2 separate regions of the Mus musculus genome follow, and region 2 is linked to region 1. Evidence: chromatin contacts called from public Hi-C data. All regions are on one chromosome and are shown on one strand. Each heading gives the region's core, a stretch centred on a gene start, on an enhancer-like site or on the middle of the called end of the contact. The rest is flanking DNA. Distances are from core to core; before and after follow the strand shown.

The links. A called contact is a pair of places that touch in the nucleus more often than the background predicts.
Region 2: a contact with region 1 is called in a Hi-C map of muscle stem cells, with 2.5 times the contacts expected there. The contact joins two enhancer-like sites. A contact is called at or near these places in 1 of 39 promoter capture datasets (cranial neural crest), 2 of 484 Hi-C or Micro-C datasets (muscle stem cells and myocytes) and 1 of 115 datasets of contacts at active chromatin or transcription factors (fibro-adipogenic progenitors).

The regions. Positions count from the first base shown.
Region 1 is chr3:49,640,412-49,644,465 of GRCm38.p6, forward strand. It overlaps the pseudogene Gm29741. Among named protein-coding and RNA genes, the nearest start is that of Gm23096, 16 kb to the right of the region's middle. Within about 2 kb of position 2,235, at least 101 of the 459 cell types and tissues checked have an H3K27ac peak or open chromatin away from gene starts, as enhancers often do. A contact at or near this core is called in muscle stem cells and myocytes, where this site is marked.
Region 2 is chr3:50,103,581-50,107,634 of GRCm38.p6, forward strand. No RefSeq gene overlaps it. Among named protein-coding and RNA genes, the nearest start is that of Gm40042, 79 kb to the left of the region's middle. Within about 2 kb of position 1,816, at least 17 of the 459 cell types and tissues checked have an H3K27ac peak or open chromatin away from gene starts, as enhancers often do. A contact at or near this core is called in muscle stem cells and myocytes, where this site is marked.

The DNA of each region.
Region 1 (4,054 bases), core at 985-3,484:
CTCAGCTATTAAAAAGAATGAATTTATGAAATTCCTAGCCAAATGGATGGACCTGGAGGGCATCATACTGAGTGAGGTAACACATTCACAAAGAAACTCACACAATATGTATTCACTGATAAGTGGATATTAGCCCCAAACCTAGGATACCCAAGATATAAGATATAATTTGCTAAACACATGAAACTCAAGATGAATGAAGACTGAAGTGTGGACACTATGCCCCTTCTTAGATTTGGGAACAAAACACCCATGGAAGGAGTCACAGAGACAAAGTTTGGAGCTGAGATGAAAGGATGGACCATGTAGAGACTGCCATATCCAGGGATCTACCCCATAATCAGCATCCAAACGCTGACACCATTGCATACACTAGCAAGATTTTATCGAAAGGACTCAGATGTAGCTGTCTCTTGTGAGACTATGCCGGGGCCTAGCAAACACAGAAGTGGATGCTCACAGTCAGCTAATGGATGGATCATAGGGCTCCCAATGGAGGAGCTAGAGAAAGTAGCCAAGGAGCTAAAGGGATCTGCAACCCTATAGGTGGAACAACATTATGAACTAACCAGTACCCCGGAGCTCTTGACTCTAGCTGCATATATATCAAAAGATGGCCTAGTCGGCCATCACTGGAAAGAGAGGCCCATTGGACTTGCAAACTTTATATGCCCCAGTACAGGGGAACACCAGGGCCAAAAAGGGGGAGTGGGTGGGCAGGGGAGTGGGGGTGGGTGGATATGGGGGACTTTTGGTATTGCATTGGAAATGTAAATGAGTTAAATACCTAATAAAAAATGGAAAAAAAAAAAGAAATATTGATCTCAGTTACGTGAAAAGATCATATGAAAATCTTTCAACTATTTTAATTGGCTTTGGTATAGGAGTTAGTCAATTGCCCCTTTTCTTTGCAAGCATAGATTATATCTTTGTCTAGCAGAGGCAAATGTCCACTTAACACTCAACTGAGATGGCATGAGTAACAAAAAGACCCGAAGGTTTTGTTTTCCAGTTTTCTTTGGCTAATCAGGATACATTTATTCTGGAGAATATTCTGAATAAAATATTTTTTCTTCAAAGCATGAGTTTAGAGCAGCTGCTTTTCATGGTACACACCTGCAAGGTATTACGGAATGATGTGTTTTTAAAAGGAGTGCTTCAAAATCCTATGTTCAATTTGTGCCTCCCAGCTCAGACTCACTCTCTGCCTGCTGTGTGTTCAGCAGGCCCTGCTTACTGTCTCCCTGACCCTGGTTGCCTAGTTACAAAATCCTCTTTGTGATTTGTGAGATGCTCATCCTGATTGAGAGCAATGGATTTATTTATTTTTTTCCTAAAGTAAACTTAAGAGAGTTTCTATTTCAGAGTGGAACATATTAAAACCAGTAAACCTTGCCAAATTTAGACATGTAGTTCCCACGGAGAAAACTTATCAACTAGAGTTTTTGTCTCTTCCAAATTCTTTCTGGTCAATAGGGCCAAGAGTTTCCTTCTGGTTCTACAGAAAAGTAACTTCACGTAGCTCCTAAAAAAGGATAGATTATAAAATCAAGTTTAAATATAAAAATACATTACAAAAATTTAGTATATTTTAAGTGGATTGAGCATCTCTCTAGTTTTCTCATTGTTTCTATAAATGAACTTGAGAGAAAATACATTGTAAGTAAATTGCCAGGTTGAAACATTTCAAATAATACGTTTTTTGTTTTGTTAATTAACACAGTGCATTTCAAATTTCAAGCCACATAGCTCTGTGCTAGTGTCCAAGCAAACTGCTTATCAAACAAGTATTTATAGAAACCACTTATCTATCTAATTTTTTCTAAGGCATTTTTTTTACCACTAACAAATTCAAGTGGAGTTAATGCACAGTTTCATGATGATTTCTGTGGATCACAAACACACTAATATAGTAGTGATTGTTGATTACAAGAGTTTGGGTGCAATAACTCTGAAGATTTCTTAAAGAGATGCCAACTGGCAAGCGGAGCTAAGTACCACAGTCCAGTTCTGAAATAACTAGCCCATTATGTCATAGGCTCCGCTTGCTCCTCTGACACTTGAGCGTGTACACCCACTGCAGTCAGGATAATTGGTACCAGCTGTTTAACTGTTGATCTTTTTTCTTTTAACTTTGGCCAGGAGCCAAGCTGACTTAAAAGCCAGGATTCTAAAAAGAGCCTGAAGACTCCTGCCAATGTATATGTATGTTTTTGTTTCAAGCTGCCTTGCTGGAGTAGTTCATTCCAAGGCCATGATGGAGAAAAGACAGTAACACAGATGCAAGTGAAAATAGGCTGTCTAGCTTCTAAGAGTCAGAGGGAAGCCAAAATGTGTGACTCAAACATCTCATTTTTCCACTCTTTTCTTTCCAGAGCAACAGTTTCCACTCACTGGTGTGACCAGCAATTTGTTTTTATCCTCCAGATATTTTCTGTAACAGAGTTTTGTGGTGAATGTGAATAATGGGTTCAGGGTCTTAAAAATGTAGTTTCCTCCTCTTTTTATTTATTTATTTTTTTTGTCAAGCCATTGAAGAAAAATTTATCTTGACAACCAGCAAATATGAAACAATATCCTTCCCCTAATCCCTAAAGTAATAGACCCAGAAAGGATAGGATCGGGTACCTGATGCCCCTGATAGAGTATGAGAAGTGTATTCAAAGATCCAAACAGAGTTAGTTACTAGAAAATGTGTATTGGTGGTGACCTTCTCAACTACTACTTAAAGCAACTGCTTTGTAAAACATCATAGTTAAAACAAACTGTAAAATTCTAATTATTAAAAGTATGATAAAGCATTAAACTGGATTTTAGTGTTCTGATAGTATTCAAGTTTCATTTCGGGTAATAGTAAAATCCTAGTTGTAAGAAAATTATTAGAGCATCTTCAGAAAGTTAGAAAAGTGGGTGGGTGGGTTGGTGGGGGAGCTCCCTCCTGGAAGCAGGGTGGAGGGAGGATGGGATAGGGGGTTTGAAGAGGGGAAACAGGGAAGGGGGATGCCATTCGTAATGTAAATAAATAAAATAATGTATAAAAATATAGAAAACGAAAAGGAATAACATGGCAACAGGAAAATCAAATCGTTGTAAAGGTTGAAAACACAGATATGAGTAGAAAAATCAGGGAACTAATGCAAATATTTTCAGAGTCTGAGAAAAGAAAGAAATGTTAAAAATAATATGAAGGGCGGTGGGCAGCCTCTGACCGAAACTGGGCCTCAACCAGATGGTGGTGGTGAGGCACAGCTGCCAGCCCTGGGGCTCGATCCTCCGGCTGTTCGGGCGGCCTGGGAAGTGGCTTTGCTGCGCTGCTCTTCCTGGGCCCTTCTTGGGTTGTGTATGGGACCAACTATCGCCAAACCATCTTCATATTTATCAGCAGTTCTGGCGGTGAGCAAATCAACCAGGTGGCCCTGGAGGCCTGGCGCAGCCTCGGGGACAGGGAAGATATCAGCCTACAGGAGGTGGAGCCAGTAATCTCCCGAGCTGTGATGGATAACCCTCAGCATGGCTTCTGGCGGTCTGGCATCATGGAGGAGCACCTGCTGGATGCTGTGGTGCCCTTCCTCCCACTCCGGCAGCATCACGTGTGCCACTGTGTACTCAAGTGGTTCAGGCTGTGCTGGACAGTACCACCTACTTCCCTGAGGTAGAACAGCTCTTCTCCTCCAATAGCTGCAAGACAGTGGCCTCCCGACTCACATTTTTCCTCTGAGAAACCCAGGTTGCATCACTGCCTCCTCTGCCTAGACAGAGCAAACACGAAAGGCCTGGGCGGCTCTTGGAAGAATTCTTTCCTAAGCTGATTGGCAAGTGGGACCCAGAGCACAACGCTAAGATGAAGAAAGGTCTAGAAGCACCTTTGCTAAGAAATTCCTGGGTAACCCAGAACCTCACAGCTGTGCCACTGCCCTGCAGTCTGAGCCTGAGCCTTCTCAATGTGAACTGCATGCAACACAGGGATGAAGGATTGTGAGTGCTTCCAGCTGGGGACTCTTACTGGCACGCTTGTGTGGCTCCTTTCCCAGATCTCAGCCCACAGCCTCTGGCT
Region 2 (4,054 bases), core at 566-3,065, 460 kb after region 1:
CATCCTGTTTCCCTAACATTATAGAGTATATCTATCAACTAAAAACAGTCAGATGATATGATAGTATATATATAAGTGACCCTAAAAATTCCACCAGAGAACTCCTAAACCTGATAAACAGCTTCAATGAAGTAGCTGGATATAAAATTAACTCAAACAAGTCAATCGCCTTTTTCTACACAAAGGATAAACAGGCTGAGAAAGAAATTAGGGAAACAACACCCTTCTCAATAGTCACAAATAATATAAAATACCTTGGCATGATTCTAACTAAGAAAGTGAAAGATCTGTATGATAAGAACTTCAAGTCTCTGAAGAAAGAAATTAAAGAAGATCTCAGAAGATGGAAAGATCTCCCAGGCTCATGGATTGGCAGGATTAATATAATAAAAATGGCTATCTTGCCAAAAGCAATCTACAGATTCAATGCAATCCCCATCAAAATTCCAACTCAATTCTTCAATGAATTAGAAAGGGCAATCGGCAGATTCATCTGGAATAACAAAAAACCTAGGATAGCAAAAACTCTTCTCAAGGATAAAAGAACCTCTGGTGGAATCACCATGCCTGACCTAAAGCTGTACTACAGAGCAATTGTGATAAAAACTGCATGGTACTGGTATAGAGACAGACAAGTAGACCAATGGAGTAGAATTGAAGACCCAGAAATGAACCCACACACCTATGGTCACTTGATCTTTGACAAGGAAGCTAAAACCATCCAGTGGAGAAAAGACAGCATTTTCAACAAATGGTGCTGGCACAACTGGAGGTTATCATGTAGAAGAATGCAAATTATCTCCTTGTACTAAGGTCAAATCTAAGTGGATCAAGGAACTCCACATAAAACCAGAGACACTGAAACTTATAGAGGAGAAAGTGGGGAAAAGCCTCGAAGATATGGGCACAGGGGAAAAATTCCTGAATAGAACAGCAATGGCTTGTGCTGTAAGAATGAGAATTGACAAATGGGACCTCATAAAATTGCAAAGCTTCTGCAAGGCAAAAGACACTGTCAATAAGACATTATCAACTTTTAATGATCAGAGTCCCAATTGTCATTAGGCCCAAGAGAAATCTTCAAGCCAAAGCTGCTGCGGTTACTATTCAATTTCTGGCATAATACAAAATTTATATTTTATTTATTTGTAGTTTTATTTTTATGTCTAATCTTCATATTATTTTGTTCTTTGGTCATACAATACCACAGTGGTCCTGTATGAGCTAGCTAGCCTTCCTAAGAAAGGGCAATCCCGATACCTTGTTCTTTTATTATTTATTCAGGCAGGTTTCCTTTTTCTTTTTTCCTTTTTCTTTTTATTAGATATTTTCTTCATTTATATTTCAAATGCTATCCTGAAAGTCCCCTATAGCCCCCACCCACCCACCCTGCTCCTCAACCCATCCACTCCTGCTTCCTGGCCCTGGCATTCCCCTGAACTGGGGCATATAATCTTACAAGACCAAGGGTCTCTCCTCCCAATGATGGCCGACTAGGCCATCTTCTCAGGCAGGTTTTCTACATTAGTATAAGTAAGCCTCTGTATAGGGGCAGAGGTAACTCCAGCCAATCTAAGTTTGTTGCTGTATCTTTTTCTCAAAGGGCATACCATATATAGCCCCCAATTTTATAAGCCATGTAATCATCTGAGCACACAGGAGGAAGAGGCTTGTTGTCTGATCTGCTGCTCACTCCTCTAGCCCACCAAATCCTGCTTACCTTTTGAAGTTAACTTTCTTCTAATTGTCTGGTTCCTGAATAAGTGCAGGAGCAGATGTTCCAAGACAGTATTTTGGAGCTGGCGTCTCATAAGACCTCTCCCATTTTCATGTGAGTCAGAATCTCCAGGGCACAAGGAAGACCTTCAAGTACAGCCAGATAAGGGTATCTCTGTAAAAGTTGGAGGGATAACAGGCTCAGGACTTTCTTGGGGCAGCTTAGAAGCAGTACTTCTGAGAGAAGACATGCATTTCCCATCAGTCTAATATCGTCACGTTTTACAAATATTAAAAGCTCCCTACGCATGAAACACTTGGAGAGAAAGACCAAAAGTGAAAGGTTATACAATGGTGACGCATCGTGTGGCTCGGCTTTGTTGGATCTTTGTCAAGCAGCTGTTCTGGCTTCATGACTGTTGTTGCTCCCATTAGATATGGCCACTCCAGTGTGCCAGCTTACTAAAATCAATCTACTGTTGCTTCAGTTTGAATCTGCCAGTGCCTGAAAAATACAAAAGTGGATGCTCATAGCCATCCATTGGACAAAGCACAGGGTCCACAATGAAGGAGATAGAGAAAGTACCCAGGGAGCTGAAGGGGTTTGCAGCCCCATAGGAGGAACAACAATATAAACTAATCAGTACCCCGAGAATTCCCTGGGACCAAACCACCAATCAAAGAAAACACATGCTGGAACTCATGGCTCTAGCTGCATATGTAGCAGAGGATGCGTTAGTCAGTCATCAGTGGAAGGAGAGGCCCTTGGTTCTGCGAAGACTCTATGCCCCAGTATAAGGGAATGCCAGGGCCAGGAAGCGGGAGTAGGTGGGTTGGGAGGAGGATGAAAGGGAAGGGGGTAAGAGATTTTCGGAGGGGAAACTAAGAAAGGAGATAGCATTTGAAATGTAAATAAAGAAAATATCTAATAAAAAAAGAAATTAAGAAAAAATCCCTGAAATGATAGTAATTAAGTGATCCTTTACCAGCATGCATATGCAGGCTAAAAGAAAGGGGAAAAAAAAAAAAGAAAAACGAAAGAAAAAATTTAAATATTTCTAAATCTCAATCCATGACTCTTCTTCTTTTTAATCCAGTTTTGTAATACTTCAATACCTTATTATACTTACTCTAGAGTGTGACCTGTTGGTTAACTAAAAAGAAAACACTTTTGTAATAGTCTAATTACTGGGGTCAATTACATACTTTCTCTATAAGAAAATATTCTTTATCAATAAAAAATAAGTCTCATATTTACCATTTTTCAGATTTCAATATATGGCTAAAAGTTTCTTTAAAATGAATTCTGTCCATCTGTAGTTTTAAGAAAAACATCTGGTAGTATTTGTTTCCAAGCACATGACTATGCCAAGCAGACTATCAGCAAACGACTTGGTAAATGTAAAGTTGGTTTATTTGTCGAAGTCATGGGCAGCTACACTGCCTACAGCTGCCATGACCAAAGAGAGAGAAGATAATCCTGTCTTCAATGAACCACATCAGTTACACCCAATCAAAGTCTACTTCCAGTTTGCACGTAAGTTCTTCTCTAAATAGGGGCTACTCTTAGCCAAGCCTGAGGGCACAAGCCTATAATCCTAGACACTCAGGGACCTGAGAAAGAGAATCCCAGGTTCATAGCCTGACTGAGATATAGAATAAATTCAAGTCCGGCATGACTGTTCTAATAAGGTCCTGCCTCAAAATAAATATAAGAGCTGGAGTTCTATATAGCTCAGTGGTTGAGCACTTAAATAGTGTATATTAGGATCAATTCTTCCTACAGGAAAACAAACAACAAAACCTAAGCATGATATTAACTTCTCCAAAACTTAGTATTTTAACTTTAAAATGTGCTTTAAAATGATAGTTTTCCAGAAAATGAAAGTTTATATACATATTAATGTATAGAATACATGGCCACATTAGAAACATACCTTATCCAAGTGCTTAATTCACAATATATAGCAAGAATTTTTGAAGAAAACATGTTTAGGGTTTAATCATTTATAATAATGTTTTATACATTTAAACAAGAAATGCAATACATGTTCTCATAATGAATGACTTCTTGGTACGCCAATATCATTGATCTGTGATGTTGTAATGGTCATTTCCAGGAATGCTATACAATCCTTTCCCACTTACTTCCCTAACCACAGAAAACATTGTCTAGGTGCTTTTTAATAAGCCTTGGGACTTATTAAAATTCCTGGGATTTGTCATCTCATGGTTCAAAGTTAGGTTAAAATATTACCATTACTTTAGTAATTATTGCATCTTAGACCTTTAACAAGCCTAGCAACTTCCTGTAAACATTATATAAATCCTATCATTT